2 separate regions of the Sminthopsis crassicaudata genome follow, and region 1 is linked to region 2. Evidence: chromatin contacts called from public Hi-C data. All regions are on one chromosome and are shown on one strand. Each heading gives the region's core, a stretch centred on a gene start, on an enhancer-like site or on the middle of the called end of the contact. The rest is flanking DNA. Distances are from core to core; before and after follow the strand shown.

What was found. A called contact is a pair of places that touch in the nucleus more often than the background predicts.
Region 1: a Hi-C map of fibroblasts shows a contact between it and region 2, with 6 times the contacts expected there. The contact joins the promoter of LSM4 here to the promoter of CIST1 in region 2. A contact is called at or near these places in 2 of 2 Hi-C or Micro-C datasets (fibroblasts and hippocampus).

What each region holds. Positions count from the first base shown.
Region 1 is chr1:51,148,503-51,151,889 of ASM4859323v1, reverse strand. It overlaps LSM4 (LSM4 homolog, U6 small nuclear RNA and mRNA degradation associated), which reads left to right and starts at 1,265. Exons shown (of 5, transcript XM_074302606.1): 1 at 1,265-1,402; 2 at 3,056-3,097. The coding sequence starts at 1,400.
Region 2 is chr1:51,010,455-51,013,726 of ASM4859323v1, reverse strand. It overlaps CIST1 (colon, intestine and stomach enriched 1), which reads left to right and starts at 1,473. Exons shown (of 4, transcript XM_074302567.1): 1 at 1,473-1,613. The coding sequence starts at 1,550.

The DNA.
Region 1 (3,387 bases), core at 16-2,515, 140 kb before region 2:
AGTATTCTGTGCAGAAAAAGAGAATTAGAATGAAGGCTTCTTCTCTGGGATACCAGCTCAATAACAACTGATAATGACTAGTGTTTTAAGGCTTGCAAAGCGCTTCCCCAAATACTCTGGCTTGAACCTCATTCAAAAACAGGTTTTTCAAATAACACTAGAAATGCTAGATTCTCAGGTCGGGAAAAATGCTCAGAGAACATCTACCTGCCCACCTACTTGTCTATCTAGTCCAACCTCTATCTCTGATTCAATTTCTATCTCTGACTCAATCTCTGTCTCTTTCTGTCCCCCGTCTCTCGTAAGTTTACGTGCTGCGGGAGTGCCCTCTCGGTACCGACTTCAGTGACACGCCCCTCCCTAGCCTCCAAGATGAGGGGCGCTGTTCATCACAGGGATCTTCAATCAGATCCTCCCCATCTTCCCCCTGCTGCTTCTGGTTCTGCCCCCAAGGGTCAAGCGGAACAAACCTAATTCCCTGAGATGCTGGAAGACAAGTGTCCCCTCGGCCCTGCCCTCTTCCAGCTCATCCTAAAAGTCTCCGGCTCGCTTAGAACACGCCGCCCTCCCTTTTCTCTCTCCCCTCCTTCCCCCTACTAAGCCGTCCTCCGGGGCATTAGGGGGCGGCATCGCTGGCCCAGCTGGGCGCACACGCCACTTCTCTGCGCTCAGCCCGGGGTTTGGGGCGCCCTGGGAAGCTGCCTCTGAGGCTCTTCTCAAGCACTTCCTTCACAAAAACTCTAGGGGTAGGGGGAAGAGTCTTATGCATTCCATTCTACAGATGGGGAAACTGAGGTCCAGAGAAGGTAAGTGACTTGGGCGTGCAGTCAGACCTCTGACTTCTTCCAGGCGTTTCTGTGAAGGGGATGTGTTCAGGTCAAAGGGCAGACAGAGAAGCCCCCTTAGAAAACGTGCAGCGTCAGTTTTCTTTCCCAGCTCCAACTGCTTTAAGGCCGTCTTAAACCCTCAGTGCGGCCAAGCACACTAATATTACTCAGCCCATTTCTCAAAGCCGATAAATGGAGAGCACCGGATAGACCAGCCATGCCTCCTCGCTTCCTGAAGGGATACTGCAGTGTGCATCGCCACAGCCCGTTACCCACAATGCCGCGAGCCGCGCGCACCCGACAGAGACCTGCTTTACGGCAGCTGCGCGCTCGGAGCGCGAGGTCACTCTCCACCTCTCAGCGCCCTCGGCCTTTTCTCCCGCCCCCTTTTCCTCCCGCGATTGGTCAAGATGTCGCGGAGTCGGGTGGTAATTGGTCGCCGTAGACATCAGCCCGCCTTGTTCCGTGCGGCGCGGCCTGGAGGGAATTCTGAGTCCCTGGAGCTACGGCAGCGGCGGCGGAAGTGACCGGAGCAGTCCCGGTTCTGTCCCCGCCCCGGCGCGGCCGGCACCATGGTGAGGGGATACTGAGGGAGGCGGCGCGGGGGTGGTAGGGTCCACTCTGAGACTCCGTTCCCGGCGCTGGCGCTGGGAGGGGCTGGTCCTCTGTGAACCTCGGGACGAGGAGTGGGGGTGGGTGCAGAGCTCTCACGTGGGAGTGCGGGACTCCCCAGCCTTATCTCTCCTCTTTCCAGCTCCTGATCCCTTCGTTACTTTTCTCTCTCCCCCTTCCATCTTCTCCATCTTTTTTTCTTCATCCTTTTCCTCATTTTCTCATTCTCCTCATCCCCCTCTCCTCCGCCCCTATTCTCTTCATCATTCTCTCCCCTCTCCTCATCTCCTCCCCCTTTACTTCTTCCCTTTTCTAAGTCTTTCTCCTGCTCACATCCTGCCCCTTTTCCTTCGCCTTACCTCACGAGCGACTTAGCTAACAGTACGTGAAATGATGGGTGAGGGTAACTTGCCTGACATCCCTTAGCTCCTGAAATCTCCCTTTTTCTTCCTTAGTGTTTCTGTTCCTCCTTTTTCCCTCGTCCTCTTATTCCTCCCTTTCATCCCTTCGTTTTCTTTTCTCCACACCCCATCCCGTCTCCTTCCTTCCTTCCTCTCTCTTCTCTCTAGCGCGTCACATCGTTCTTAATTACCCCCCTTTGATCACTCTCTTCCCCAGCAGTTTTGCTTTCGTCTCACACCAGCCTCCGTTAGTTCGGATTGGGGGGAGAAGATGGGTCCAGGAACTTGCATAATAAAGCTGTTCTTCAATTTAAAAAATAAAATGGCAGCGAGTCCCGTCTCTTCGTTCCCTTCTTTTCTCGTCCTTCCTGTGCTGCACTTCCCTTGGGCTGCACAGTAGTAAGCACGCACGCGGTCATCTCTGGGAAGTGGCCTCTGGCCCATTTTCCTGCTGAGCCACCACGGGTGATCGGTTATAGGGGCTTCCCCCGAGCTTCTTCCTTTTCTTTAGAAAACCATCAGCTGCTGGTTCTTGTAACAAACTAAAATTAGAAAGGCCGTAGCTTCCTACCAGACATCCCCAACCGTGGCCTTGGACCCGGGAGCTGAAAAGGCCCTTTGAGTTCATCTTCTCTAGCTTTATTATAGTCTTACCAGAGGAAGAAACTCAAACTGGGCCTGGAGCGGCACAAGCCTCAAGGCCAAGACTGACGGCTTCCCTTCCAGGGCTCTTGACACGAGTCGCAGCATCTGTGAAAAATAAAAGCCATAGTCCAAAGTATGAAATCTCCAGTGGAGGAAGAAGTGGCATTCCCTTGATGGGGAAGTCCGTGGTGGGACTGGCCCCTTTGGGCGAGCCTCCCGGGACTTTGAGAAAGTTCTAAGTTTTGTGGTGTCTGAGGAAAAGAAAATGCATTTAAACTCAATCTCCTGAACTAAGGAAGAGGCAATAAGAGGGGATGATTAATATTCTGTGTCAAGTGCAAATGTAGCATCGGAAAGCGAGCAAATTAGTGTCCAGATAAACCTCATTGTTTAATCAAGAATTGTCACCATATGGCCATTATTTAACTTAAAAACCTTGTGTCACCTGGAAAATAAGGGGGAGGGACTTGGTCCAAGCTTCTAACCTTGAAGAAACTGACATATAGGAAGAAAGACGGACTTATGCTGTAGCTGATGGAATTCTCAACTGTCTTTTGTTTGCTTTCTTAGCTGCCCTTATCCTTACTGAAGACAGCCCAGAATCACCCCATGGTGAGTAGGCAATGTGGCGGCCACTTGATAACCTTGAATCTCAGACACCACGAGGAGGACATGAAGAGTAAGAGGGATCTTAAACCCTACGTGGGGGAAGTCTTTCTGGCATTGTTGGCTAGGAAAATATCCATGTTTTCTTTTCTAAAAATGTTTATCTTGAGATCTTGTTTTGATATCACCTTCGTATCCAGTTCTATCCTTTTCCTTCTCCTAGCCCATACATAGAAGAATAAGAAGTGTGTGTAGAACTGACTGGCCCAGGTCACACAGGTGGGAAGATATGAAGC
Region 2 (3,272 bases), core at 224-2,723:
TCCCCTATATGTGGCTACTCCTTCCATGGACAACTCTATGGAGATGAAGGGCCTGGGCTATTTCTGGGGATAGAATGGTGCTTTGGATACCCAAGGGTCCCAGAGCATTCTCAGGGGATTTAGAGTATCCGTGGGAAGTGAAATGGTCTGAAGTAGTTATATGTGGAAAGACACCAAGATTGTCTTTAGTGAGGGTGAGAGGGTGGGCTATTCTTCTGGATGTAAGGAACCACAGCTGTGCCTGGAGGATATGGGCAACCTGAGCCATTCCAATGAGAAAGGGAAAAAACAGAGCTGATCTTAGTTGTGTGAGGGTCCTAATGTATTCTTAAGGAACATAAGGGACAATATTATCCTTAGGGACTAGGAAAGATTCCTAGAGAGAATAAGGGGTCCAAGATGTTTGAAAACCTTGGGTGTGCCTAAGGAGTTTGAGGGGCCCAGAGCAACCCTCAAGAGTATGAGAGGTCTAAGCCATACGCAGGAATTGTGAAGGGCCTTGACTAAAATTAGAGGCTTGTGAGACAGCCAAATGGTGCAGTACAAGGAGTATCAGCCCTAGAATCAGAAGGAGCTGAGTTCAAACTGAGGCAGGAAGAGGAGACAAACTGTGGCTGAAACTAAGAGATTCAATGTGATGTGGCAGAAAAAATTACTGGCATTGGAACCTAGAAGCTCTGGGTTCATATTCAGACTCTGCTATTAACTTCCTGTATGACGGAGCAATTATTTCCCCCCGGGGTAAAATGCGTAAGGCAGCTGGGGAGTGAAGTAGATAGTGTGCCTTGCCTGGAATCTTCCTGACTTCAAATCTGGTCTCAGACACTTACTAACTGTGTGACCCACTTCACCCTGATTGCCTCAGTTATTTCACCTTAAAATGAGGAGAAGGAAAAGGCACCCCTCCAAATGGGGTCACTTCAGAACAACAAAATGACTTGAGTCTTAGTAGATGAACTCTAAGGTCCCTTTCAATTCAAAGTTACTGTTCCCTGAAAGACTGTGAAATTTAAAATTAAAAAACCCCCTTAGTGGGTGACTGAGGGACCCACACCTCCTTTGTAGGAGGTGAGGGCCCTTGTGTTGAAAGCCCTTTTGTTATCCTTAGGGAGTTGCTATAATTTTTAAGGCTATTGGTCCCACCCTTCCTTCTGAGAGGGCCAGGCTGAGCTCCCAAGCTAGGAAAGGTTGGGTAGGTATGAAATTCTGGCTCCACCCTTTCCCCAGGTGGACGGTTCCCCATTTCCCTACTTCCCTTCCCCCTATACAACACCAGCACCAACTCCACCACCACCACCACTTCTCTCAGTCCATAGCCCACTCCCATCCCGAAGTGTCCCAGGACCGGAGGGCAGCACCTGTCCCCAGGTGTGCAAGGGCGGGGGAAGCCAGGGGAAGGCTGAGACTGTATAGCTGCCTGTGTGCTGGAGCCCCGAGCTAAGTGACTCACCTTAGTGGAACTTGTCGCGGACGGGCGGACAGCTGGCCCGAAACTGGCAGCCCCGAGTTCTTCCCCAGGTGGGCCCCTAGCTGAACTCTTCTCCTAGCCATGACGGGCCCGTCTCCTCTCTTCGTCCTGCTGCTGCTGTCCTGGAAGCTGGAGGTAGTTGGAGGTAAAGGCTGGGAACCGGGGGCACTCCCTCCTAGCTAAATGCTTGGTTAGTCTGGAGGAGTTAGAAGGGGGAGGGGGGAAGGGGAGAGGGTACGGGTCGGACCCGACCTGCCCCAGATGCGCCTCCTCCTCACTCTGCGCCTTATACCTTACACCCAGAAAAATGTAAATGACGTTAAAGAAATCATTCAGTTTATCTCGTTCTTCTTTTCCCCAGGCAGACTTCTTAAAATGTCTACTGGCTATTCCTGAACCCACTCCAGGAAGTGTGCTGCTCGGTATCAAATAACTCCTGGCAGTTGCAATTTAAATCGTTTTCTGTCTTCATCCTACCTGGCACAGGACAAGTGGCCATCCCCCAAGACTTGGTCATTCTAGACTCTCAGACTGCTAGAACTAGAAAGAATCTAGCAATTAGCCCTCCCAGACTATCTCACCCCTTTCCTAGATCACATTTTCTTGTTTTTATTTCTGCTTACTATGATGTTCTGAACTTTCAGTTCTCCAGGAAGGGTTAGGTGAGCACTGACCTGTTTATTTCCTTCCAATTCATCAAATATTTCTTTCTGTTTTGGCTTTTTGTTTTTATTACCCTTCATGGGGGCAGCTAGGTAGCACAGTGGATAGAGCAACAGCCCTGAAGTCAGGAGGACCTGAGTTCAAATGTGATCTTAGACACTTAACACTTCCTAGCTGTGTGATCCTGGGCAAGTCACTTAACCCCAATTGTCTCAGCAAGGAAAAAAAAAAAAACAAAACCCTCCTTTTTGAATATGAGAGGCTATTAGGTATCACAATGGCAAGAACTTTGGACTTTTATTTGGGCATGACTGAACCTGAATTCAAATCCAGCCTTAGACATTTACCACCTATACGAATTGGGGCAAGTCACTTAACCCTGTTTGCCTCAATTTCCTAATCTGTAAAATGGAGATTTATAATAGCATTTACCTCCCAGAGATATTGTGAAGATTAAATGAAATATTTGTATAGCACTTTACAAACTGTAAACCTTAAGTGCTAACTGTTATTATTGGCTTTGTTACAAGGCATTCCTTGGATAGTGGGTGCTATCATCATCATAATTATTATCATTATTAACATCATCATCATCCTTATCATTATCATTATCATCATCATCTCTTACTGCCCAACCAGCTGTCCCATGTAACAAATAATTAAAAAGAAGAAAAAGACAGATCAGCAAAGTTAACCAACATATTGAATATTCCACATCCACAGCCCTTAAATTACCTTTATACTCCTTCCCCAAATGTGGGAGACTCTTTTCTTTTCTCTAGAGCAAAGCTTGATCCATATACTTACCCATTAAGTTAGGTTTTCATAAAATGTAACTCAAGTGATTTTTATATGTTTAGTCCTAGACTGAGTTCTGTTTACAAAAGTATCCATAAACTGATATGTTCACGAAGGAGAAAGGAGGAAGTCAGTAACTGCTTTAGGAAGGGGTGAAATGGAAGAGAGCTTCTTTGACTAGAGACTGGAAGTCAAAGTGGGATGTTAGGGGAGAGGGATCTGGGATGACTTCGTAGTAAACAGCACCACCTGACTGCAATGGGTGAAGAGAATTGTGTTCCAGGTTGGAGGAGAAAGGGGAAGTGGGGTCTGTCTGCATAAAGACAGAATCCCAAGTCATAAG